2 separate regions of the Bombyx mori genome follow, and region 2 is linked to region 1. A link is a contact called in public Hi-C data. All regions are on one chromosome and are shown on one strand. Each heading gives the region's core, a stretch centred on a gene start, on an enhancer-like site or on the middle of the called end of the contact. The rest is flanking DNA. Distances are from core to core; before and after follow the strand shown. Region 1 overlaps LOC101742811 (protein bunched, class 2/F/G isoform). Region 2 overlaps LOC101742811 (protein bunched, class 2/F/G isoform).

What was found. Hi-C and Micro-C count contacts between places; a contact is called where the count stands out from the background.
Region 2: a Hi-C map of whole pupa shows a contact between it and region 1, with 2.3 times the contacts expected there. The contact joins two enhancer-like sites. A contact is called at or near these places in 3 of 7 Hi-C or Micro-C datasets (an unstated tissue and whole pupa).

Annotation. Positions count from the first base shown.
Region 1 is chr5:3,586,466-3,591,829 of ASM3026992v2, reverse strand. The region is part of intron 4 of LOC101742811 (protein bunched, class 2/F/G isoform); the gene reads left to right. Among protein-coding and RNA genes, the nearest start is that of LOC101740983, 15 kb to the right of the region's middle. Within about 2 kb of position 2,014, at least 6 of the 8 cell types and tissues checked have open chromatin away from gene starts, as enhancers often do.
Region 2 is chr5:3,682,134-3,687,818 of ASM3026992v2, reverse strand. The region is part of intron 2 of LOC101742811 (protein bunched, class 2/F/G isoform); the gene reads left to right. Among protein-coding and RNA genes, the nearest start is that of TRNAK-UUU, 18 kb to the left of the region's middle. Within about 2 kb of position 1,933, at least 4 of the 8 cell types and tissues checked have open chromatin away from gene starts, as enhancers often do.

The DNA of each region.
Region 1 (5,364 bases), core at 765-3,264:
CTGATGCCCACTGCCATCGCATTATATTATTTTTATCTCATCGCCAACAAACTCGTGTTATTCTTCTAGCTCCATATAAAGGCTTTGATGCTATTATCTCAAGACGATTAGATTGTGGGCGTACTTGAGTCGTGCTATCATTCTGACACAATAGCCGTCTAATTACAAAATTTGTTTGTTATAATTTTACTTATCTTTTACTACGTTTTGCGTTTTATTTGTTTTATATTATTGAAAAAGATTTTAGAGATACGTACATACAGACATTTAATAGTTCCATGTTTATTTTGATATTTTTACGTCAACGTTCGACGCGATAATTATACATCGTGCAAATGTAAATTTATATTTTAATAAATAATTTTGAATTTAAAATTATTAATCGTTATACAATGTTTCTCGACGTTTTAAGTATTATTATATTAATTTTGCAATCGAAAATACGATAAAAAGACACGTAGGTAGTTAGTTAGCATTGTCGTAATAATTTCAATATGACATATAACGAGTATTCATTACATAATCGTTGGCTTCTTCAAGTTATAAAAACAACTGTCCTAATGAATATTTATACTCCTCCTCCGCATTGTCATTGAAGTCTCTCCGATCGTAAACAACAAAATGTTACCTATTTTACGTTTATTAATAATGTATGAAATGTTAGTGGCTAAAGAATCGAGCAAACGTCGTGGGACCAGTCCGTGAACCGGTCCACCTTGAAGCTCGCAATCTTATGTGAGCCGCGATGTACGTACACCTGTAGTTTGTATATTATTTGGGATCCTAAGGTACTCTGGTTCGGTCGTGTTTCGTAAGGCCTCCGTCGGGCGTTACGTCACCACGAATAGTAGTTATGTTTACGCGTAGCCGTCATATTGGTGCGAGTCGGACATAGCTCACGCACCACTGACCCGATTTCTAGCATCTGTTCAAACATAAATTTGTTTGATTCTACTACACAAACGTTTACGTTGTATATAGGTTTTTTTTTTATGGTTCCACCGCAATGATTGATGTTTCCACGGTTTTGTAACGTCGCGTCGCGTCGCTCTGAACGGTATACCGTTTATGTTGTTTTCGTCGTGTTTTCGAGATGTCATTAGCAAGTATTATATTCAGACGTGTGGCTCGTATTTGAAGAACGTTGCGTGTGTGTGAAAAATTTATTTTCCTGTAGCGTGACAGCATACGAATGCACACTACGCAAACGTGATTAGCATCGGACCAGTGCGGCCCCACGGGACCGGTTCTTAGAATAGACACGGAAGGAAAGCGTGCGTCTGGAGACACGTGCTCTGATAGTCCTGTCCACGAACACAAACAACAGAAAACACGGTCTCTATACGGACAGGAGGTCACACGATTCGGTTCCTCGAATTTCAAACGACTGCAATGAGCGTTGGGATAATTTAAAGTTGGAAGTAACTCCGCCAGCGCACGCGCCAGATCGATATCAAATCACGAATTCAGGAAACGTTAGTCGAGTTCTCTTCGTGCAACCTGCAGCCCTTAATGAAGCTGTCACAGCCCTATCGATATTACTTCGCAATTACAAACGAACGTTCTAGTCTTATCGTTAATTCGTTTCGGTTACGTGTGAAACATTTCCTTGTTCATAATCGTGTAGACGAGATTTTTTATCAAAATAAATAAATTTTGCTTGTTGTGTTCAAACATAATCTCTGGTTGTTTGTCTGCTTTAGTCTGAATAAGTAATCTGATGTTTACGTTTATATCACCTGTGTTTTTCAGCGCTAACATGATATTAGTATAAACGACCTTGGTGATAAGGAAACGCCGACAGCGTACTCAAAATAATAAATTATCTATTGATTATTCCTTTGGCCATTATCGCACATCGTAGTTACCTGAAAACTACACTGCAAGATATATCTTGTAAACATGTTTACTTTTTTTTTTTTTGTATTATTCTCAGGATTTGCTTATAGTTCGCAGTCACATCGCACTGCTTCTTATCTCTTGAAGTAAACACGCCTGGTTTCTGTTTACTTTTAGCAGACATTTGACAGCATACACGTTCAAGATAAGAGCTAGTTGAACGAGTATGTATGTACTATTGCGTTAATGTGTTTGTGTTCGGTTCTCGTTACTTCCAATTTGTTGAGAGATTTATTGCTAATACTAGGTTTTTTGAATTAAATTCACTTTGTACAAAACGCATGATTGTGTATCTAGGGTATTATATTAAGGGATATTCCCAGAGATGAAATCCCGTCGTATCATCCGGACGGGTACAGGCGAAGGCGGACTTTTGGCGCGTACTGCGGTACCGTAGGTCTGCTGTAGCCGGTGTGGTGAGGCTCGATGGGGCTTAGTCGGTAGTTGGTTATTCCGGACGAGCGCCTCGTACGCCTTTCTCAGAGACGTGGTCTCCTGCGAGGAATTGGGGGAGGTGGAGGAACCTTAGCCCTCCTCGTTTCCCTCTTTCTCTCTGGAGGCGCCGGAGTTCGACATAACTCGGTCCGTTACCCCCCCCTCGACCGAGTATCCGTAAATGGATTTTTTAACAGACTTCTTTTGTATACCAACAATAGCATTCCCAGGGAGAGTTACCGTCAGGGTGGCGACTCGTTCTATATATGTAAATATAGGATCATCGTCTCTCTAAAAATATATCCATAATTAGTCACTTTAAGAAATCGCTATCAGTGATGAGACCACTGGTCCAACTGGAAAGACCTCCGGGCCAACAGTAAATCTTCAATCATAAAAAAAAAGAATTACAATGAAACAGCGAAATGCCTTAATAAAGTAATAAGACATGCAAATTATGTCTGAACCATATCAATTTGTTTGTTTGTTTTGTACAATGAAAATTTAAATAGATAACGTTGTTTTTACCAAAAGTTTTTGACATAAGGTGACCCGTCTAGAACAATAAAAAATATGTAACTCACGCGCTTAAATTCGATAGCGCATAAGTTATTAGTGACATATGTACATACGTCCAACCATCTCTTGTTAGTGTACTGTATTTCTAGATTAATCTCTCTGCATTACGAATAAACATTCAAAATGACACGATGTCATATCATGAGAATGAAATTAATCCTATGTACGAGTATTGTAAAGGTAGCGTGGGTAGGCCTTCCACAAGGTTGACTGACGACCCGTTGAGGGTCGCGAGAAGCCATTGGATGCAGTCAGGACCGCTCGTTGTGGCGAGGCTTGGGGGAGACCTATGTCCAACTGTGAACATTTGTGGGCTGAAAGATAGACGCGGATTGTAAAAATTTGAGTTCTGAACTCATTGAGTAGCGATGGAGGAGACATGATCCGTGACGTAAATATAGAGCGTGCTAAGTTTTAAATTTGGAAGGCACACGTGAAAACTGACGTCATCATTAAGTATAATGCGTTTACTGTCTTAACATGTAAGAATAGCCTTATTTTAAAACAGATTTCAAATTATTTTTTGTGTTCAATCAAAATATTCAGTTAATGATTTTGTTTGTAGAGTAATCGAAAATTAGAAAGTTTACTAAATCTATTGAAACGTGATCATGCATATAACACAAAATTACGACACAAATTTTCCGTGCGTTTCCTCGTTATTCTCAAGTTACAAGTTTACGGACAGCCTGTTATATGGTCTCTAACAAAATACATTGTGCCGATGATATCATATATATACAATACCGAGTGAGCGATTCATTCCACCTCGGGTCAACCTCCGGACTAAGATTACACGGTACGTACGACTCTCACTAATTTTCTCTTGTTTTTTTGAAACTTTATCGCTCTTATTATGAACTTAGTACGTCAATGTGTAATGTTTACACGATCGATGTTTTATGGATTAATTACGTTTCTTGAGATCGTAAAAATGTTCAAAGGCAGTAAGTACTTGATAACATGATAATATAATGAAATAACGGCCGTCTAATGTAGTGGTAAGTGACATGGTCACTACACAAGGGGGTCGCGGGTTCGAGTCACGCCAAGGGAAGATATTTGTATGATAAATATAAATGTCTTTTCCAGGGTTATGGATGTATATTAAATATATGTATGTGTATAATAAAAATCTTACATTTATATCCGTTATCTGGTACCTGTAACACAAGTTCTTTACGAACTTATCACGGGACCAGTTAACGTGGCGTGATTGTTAGTAAATATTTATTTATTTATTTATTACAAAAAATAAATAAAATACATTGCGATTCGACTGGTTCCCGTGAGCATATTGCACGCCTAAGCTGTAATGTTTTCTGTCTCGTTCAATTCCAAACGCTAGTGAATGGGCTGAAGGATGCTTTTGCAATGGAAATGCCTTTTTTTTTTTGGTCAGGAGGAAATCGCCGGACTTCCGCCCTCCACTGGGGATAAAGGGCGGAGCATGTCAGAGTCGAACTGACTAAAACCTCCTGTCGCTCAACAACCAACGTCCAAACCTCGCATGAGACAGAACTCATGAAGAGGCAAAGGGGGGAAAGTGAAGCGTTTAGTGCGGAGCACATCTCTCCCATCACCCTCCCCCTCGGGACGCCGGACTGGCGGTCGTCGGCGCCACGACCACCAGCCCTCTCGGTCGGCAGGCTATCCGGAGCCCGCCTATATGGCGCCGGTTAGAGTGAGCTATCCTACGGAATACCCCGCTGGGTCAGAACCAGCGTGGGTCGAGGATAGCCGGCCTTCCATCACCCGGATGCTCTTGCGTAAAACGCGTGCAGAGCAGCTTGCACGTCGTCTTCTTAGGCCCCCCTCGCCGGTCCCCAGACCGACATGTGAGGGGGGACCCGAAACACTTAGAGGGCCAGGGTTTGGGCGAGATCCGCCTCCCTGGCCCCCGCTCGACGGCGGCGGGATTGTGCGTCTCTCACGCGCCCTGCCGCCTCCTTCTGCGAGATGGTGCACTCGCAGAAGTCGAGCATCGCCTTCCACGACTCGTCGTCGCCGAGCATCGATGCCACAACACTCGGCAACGACAAGTCGTTTAATGGAAATGCCTAGCACAAAACGATCTCGCCAATGTTTTCCAGCGTTCGTCGGCTACTGCGCTACGGACAAAACTGTTTAGGCGAAGGTATCAAAATGTACAGAAAACCAACCAGATGGTCGGATCTGGTTAAGAAAGCGGTTGGTGGTAGTCTGTACCATGCGGTCCATGCCACCCATGATTGAACACTATTGTGGAAAGTAACATATGGTCGCGATCTTCGGCAGTGAGGGAACGATGAAGAAGAGAGATCAAAAACTATATTACTTTCTGTTGTACCAATTTAATTCTGCAGTGTCTATGCGGAGTCTGGAGTAGTACTGCTTCACGGCAGAAATATACAGGGTGGTGGTACCTACCCGCGCGGACTCACAAGAGGTCCTACCACCAGTAAAATAGGC
Region 2 (5,685 bases), core at 684-3,183, 96 kb before region 1:
ATAATCAATATTGTCCATGTTTAACAAAAGCATTCATACAAGAGTGATGATTCCGAGGTTTTAGGAGACGTCCAAAAAACAATGATGTTGAAGAGATAGTCTTGATTGAGATGGAAAATTTATTCAACTTCCATTTTTGATACCGAATGTACGAAAACATTCAAGGTCTATGAAATGGCAGTTTCGAATAACCGTTTTGATTGATAGAATAATTGACGTACTGCACTTATTCATTGTGTAATTAATAATGGCCTTAGTCGATTACCGTTACGTCTAAGCAAGCCGTCACCTGGTAGTGACATGTTAATTATCGCGTAACAGTTAAATTCGCGTTAAACAGTTTGCACTGTTCACAAGCACGCGCCCGTCCAGTTTTGTTTTGCGGGCGTTCGCTAAATTCGAGGAGCACTAAACGTTTTATTTACCAGTTTGTTCCGCCGCATTCGAACGTTCGTTTGGTATGCCGTTTCACAGCCGCCGCGGACTGCCCGTCAGGTATTATTAGATGCGACAGGTGTTTTAGTAATAAGATGATTGTTAAACATATTGTCTAAATATATGTATTTTCTTATGTACAATAATCACTAAATCCATCAAAACAGTTACAACGTGTGAGACTGAACCTTTTTTTTTTGTTTGAGAGATTACTGTTGGCTAGAAGCCTTTCCAGTTATACTAGGGCATGTGGGCGAGCAAGGGCTCAGCCAGGAGGGGTGGGATTTGCTAATAGCTACCCGAGCGACTCTAAACGAGACCTAACAACTCAAGAGTAGCTGCTTCGTGCATGAATCTACTAGCGCATCGGAATCGCGGCCCGCTGAGAAGATCCGGCGAGAAACTCAGCGGGCTGATGTTTAAGTTAGGTTGCATGTCGAACTCTTAGAGTTCGGTTACCTTGACTGAACCGTAAATTTATGAAACCCAAGGATGTTGCATTTTTATAGTCAGAAGAAGCCATTTCGAATTTTTGGTAGTCCTTTTTTTTAAATTCTAACAAATTCTCTAACTATTACAACTTCTATCTTGAGTGTTAGTCATAGATGTTGCTGTGAACCCGGGCAGTAGCTAATGTTTATTGTTACATCAAAATGTTACAGCTTAAGGATGCCGAATACTCAATAGTTTTGGTAAATGCCGAAAAAAAGTACGCCAGAGTTCATCTGCCGATTTCTGTTAGTCAAACGAACTTGTATAATTAATTAAATTCATATAATACATAGTTTGTTATCGTGTTGTCTCGATGGTAAGAATGATAGGCTCGCTACTTTTTTTTTTTGCTTCGCTCATGAGTTGATTGACATACAGCCAAACCAACTCATGTTACTAATGTTGTTATGGTGTGTACGTTTTTTTTTTTAATGTTTAATGACCCTAAAGTATGATTTGTAATGTATGCTATGGACAAACGAATGAGCCAAGTGAGATTTAAAAAAAAACCGCACAAACAAATTGTAACCAAACAAATTGTATCGTTTTAAATAAAAAAGATGTTATTTTAAAGTTTTAAATTAGTTATGAAATGAAATGAAAACCTAGACTATATTATAAAGTATCTACTAAAATGTAGATGTGAATGATAAATCGCAATATATTTAAATTTGTATAAATGTAACTCTAGACTAAACTACACTAAATACTAAAACGTAAAACAAAATACTTAAGGTGCAGTACAGTACAATAAAAAGTTACTATTTTTATGTTGTCGTATCGGGATCATACCGGTTACTTACCTCTGTTCGTTTTCGGAACGGTTACATTACATCCGGTATAACTTAATACTGTTGACGTTATTAAGTAATTAAACGATTATCACATTTATGTGTGTAATAATTACGAAAACTTTTAAAACTTAATTTCGCTTTGGCGATTGAATATTCAGATACAATAATAATTAATGGTGACACAAAACGTGAATCATTCGACGGATATGAGATATGGTGCGTGAGAAATCATCCACATTGAAGTTATCATGTGTATGTATAGTTTTGTTCTTGGAATAGGTTGTAGTAATGAAAAAAATGAGATGCCATGGCCTGTATACTATATAAGATACAAACTGTATAATTTCACGTGAATTATGAAAGTAAATGTCTTTTTTTTTCTCTCAATTAATTCCAAAATTCGAAATAGTCTATCTGTCTAATTTTAGTACTGAAAATCAAAATAATCTTTACCTCTAGCTCTAAGAACCACACGCACAGTCTTGAGAAGGAACGACGATAGAAACTCGACGGGCATATTTATTTTATACATATATTTTGTTAATATAACAATAACTAAAATATTATAGCGTGCGAGCGCTTTGCTCCTATAGTGCCATCTAAAAACACTTTAAAATACGCCTTATATAGCAAAAACTAAATATCAAGTAATAATGCAGATATACATATTTAAAAATTTAAATCTATGACCGGCAACACAACACCTTATAGATACCTAAATGTTAAATAAGCATGGAATTCTGATACAGGGGATTTACAATTACAGGGGTAGCAGAGTCGACCCTCGAATGTTCGCTCATAAATAATTAATAGTACGGTCACTGACCTCCGTTGCGAATAGGCGGCATGTCAATCATAAGTTCTGACAGAGCCATAAGTTCCACTAACAACTTAATTCCTCATCGTCCGTCTCACTCCCTCACGTGGAGTTATTGATTAGTTTGTTCTTCTTTTCGAGTACAAATAGTTTTTTTTTAACAGTTTTTAGATTCACACAAACTCAAAACACACAACACAAAACTCTTGACATCAAGACACTCACTGATCGTTCTAAACATAATTGAGAGACAAATGATTAACAAGAGATAAACTGGAAAAATCGTAATATAATAAATATCTAAGTATAGAATTTATATGTTTAGGTTTTATTTGAGAAATAAGTTTTACTTTATTTAATCAACCAATATATTTACAGTGTTCTTTTATGAGTCCTACCCTTGGTTGATACAGATTGAGTTGTGCATTAATATCGCCAATGTACACCAATGTGCATGATATATCATAAATAAATATATTAGTTCGCTGCCGGAAATTTCGTGGTTTTTCGATACACATTGGTGATTTTTTGTCAAGCTTGGAATATACGCTATAGTAACATCCGATGCGCTGTAGTCGACTACCTATTCTCGATAATAAATAAAATTAATTATTTAACTGAATCTGGCCCTAAAATGCGACCTTGTCGCTTGAATCGATGCAACTTTGTAGAGAAAGGAATTATAACATACGAAAAGGACGACGGCTTTCAAAATTACGTTTCATTGATATATCTTGTTAATAATAATGTCATATTACACACACTAAGCATATTACATTTGTTTTAAAAGTTAATACGTATCACATGTAAACTGGTTGTAGAAACTTTTGAAATAAAATTTCTCTCATATGTTCTCTATTGATCTATAAACAAATCAAGCCCCCTAACACATAAAAACTGATGATCGTAAACATTTCATCCTCTAAACAAAACTTGTCACCGGTCATTGCCCTTAAATCCGACCACCCTAGATTCACCCCGCGTAATTATTCAAGGTTCAACGCGCGACCTTCACGAATGATTGGGGGTGTCGGCTTACTAATTCCATTACAGTGCTCTGATATACAATGAGGAGTAACATATTGTTGGATAAAATGATTTTCGAAATATTAAATAATACACAATTTCAAACATTCTGACATTATTGAATTAAAACATCTTTAATTCTTAAAACACCTCTAATCTGAGTGAAGTAACTAATACTATTCTTTCTCGCTTATATTTATTATTGTTTTTGATGGGCTCTTCGTGGTAAATGACTAGGCACCAATTTGAGGCACCTATAAGCGTTGTATATCAACCACCACCAACCATGTAAGAGACGACGAATACTCAATAGTAGGTATTTGAATAGTGGCTATCTTATTCGCAAATCAAAAAGCATGACGTCACGGCTGAGCCGTAGTAAAGAATCATGCGGGCTAACAAAAGGCCCTATCACCAGCAAAAAACATCAGAAACGATGTAGATGGCTGGCGGAGGAGTATAAAATTGCGGTTTTTATGGTAGGATAGCTGGTGGCCTGAAGGACCGATGGGCGGGCTCTAGGGCTTAGCTGAAAGGGGAAGGCTTGCTAACAGCTGCCCGAGCCCCTCCGAAAAATACCTGATAACTTCACACTCAAGAGAGACTCGTATACCCGAGGCGCGAGCCAATAAGTAAATTAAATTATTCTTAAATTCTACGGGATTAACTTTACACTTACACAATGTTATTCCTGTATTTGTAGGCACGGGCTGGTACTGGTATGTATTTATTTAGAACTCACATCACTAAATGCGACCACACCGGGTGGACGTCTTATTAGCACGTTAAATTTTCAACTTACAATGCCAATGCATTTTACTCGTAGGTCCTTCCTTGATCCTTTAAGACCTAAACGATACATTAGTACTTTTTACAACATTTTAAATATATGTAGTTTTATTGGTTTTTTAACTTACAACGACTTGGCTTTCCATATTTACGTGCACTATATATTTCATTAACAGTCAGTCACCTTTCTATGCCGAAATTCAGTATACCTATTTTTAAGTTCAAAATAAAAGAATTTAAGTATGTGTTTTGAAGTGTAAAGCACAATAAAACCGTCCGATCCCATTTTATTTACCGCCACAGACACATTAAACAGATTAAGAGTAATCAGCGGATTTGTTGTTATTCACACGACGATTATTTGTCAAGAGTCACTCGCAATACATGCACCGGATTCGTCATTCATCTAATTTCGTACTCCGTGGGTGGCGCGTTCTTTACGATCAAAACGCGATTTCATTAACCAATTTGTTTTGTTGCCTTAGTCATTTCCAATGCACCTTAATCAAATTCCTGCTGCCAGTATAACTGCTGGAATTACCCTAGAAACACTGTCCGGTTTTCTGGTATGAATGAATAAAACTTCACACATCTTCGAGTTTTCATTAACGAATTACATCCGAAATGTGTATTTGCTACTGAATAAATTTTCTACGTGGAAACTGTGAAACTATTTTGAGATAGAAATTTAGCACTCGCGTCATCAGAGTAAGATTCCTAAATTTCTCATGACTGTGAAGCGTTGAACGAAAGTGTACCAAGGTTGTAGTAACCCATTTCGTGAATGTAAAAAATTAGAAGTCATTAAAACCGCGTACCTTCTGATACGCTACCTCTATTTGCAATCGAACCAGACGGTACTGTTTATATTTGTATCTATTAGTATGTATATTTAAACAGAGGTAGAAGTATGTAGTAAATTTGTACCAGTGTTCGCCCGACGTTCTTCCTAATAATCACTGGAACTACATGATTAGGATTCATTTTATTTAATATACTTTCTATTATGTCTTGTTATTGATTAATTAAAAATAAAAAACAGAAATGAACAGATGCAGAGAAAATAATAATCTGATTGCTAAAATGGTTATTTTCATAACTGAATATTTCACAAAATTGTGTATTCATAACAATAGCTGTCAAATAAATAAAAATACCAATTCTACATCATGGGCGTGTAAAAAGATTTTGAAATTAGAAGACTTGTATCAACATGAGAACATTTTACGGTTAAAACATAACCATAAAAAAGTGGTACATGAATAAATAATTTTCATAAAAACAATATTGCCTCAATAATGTTACTAATTTCATATGGAATTTTTGATATGT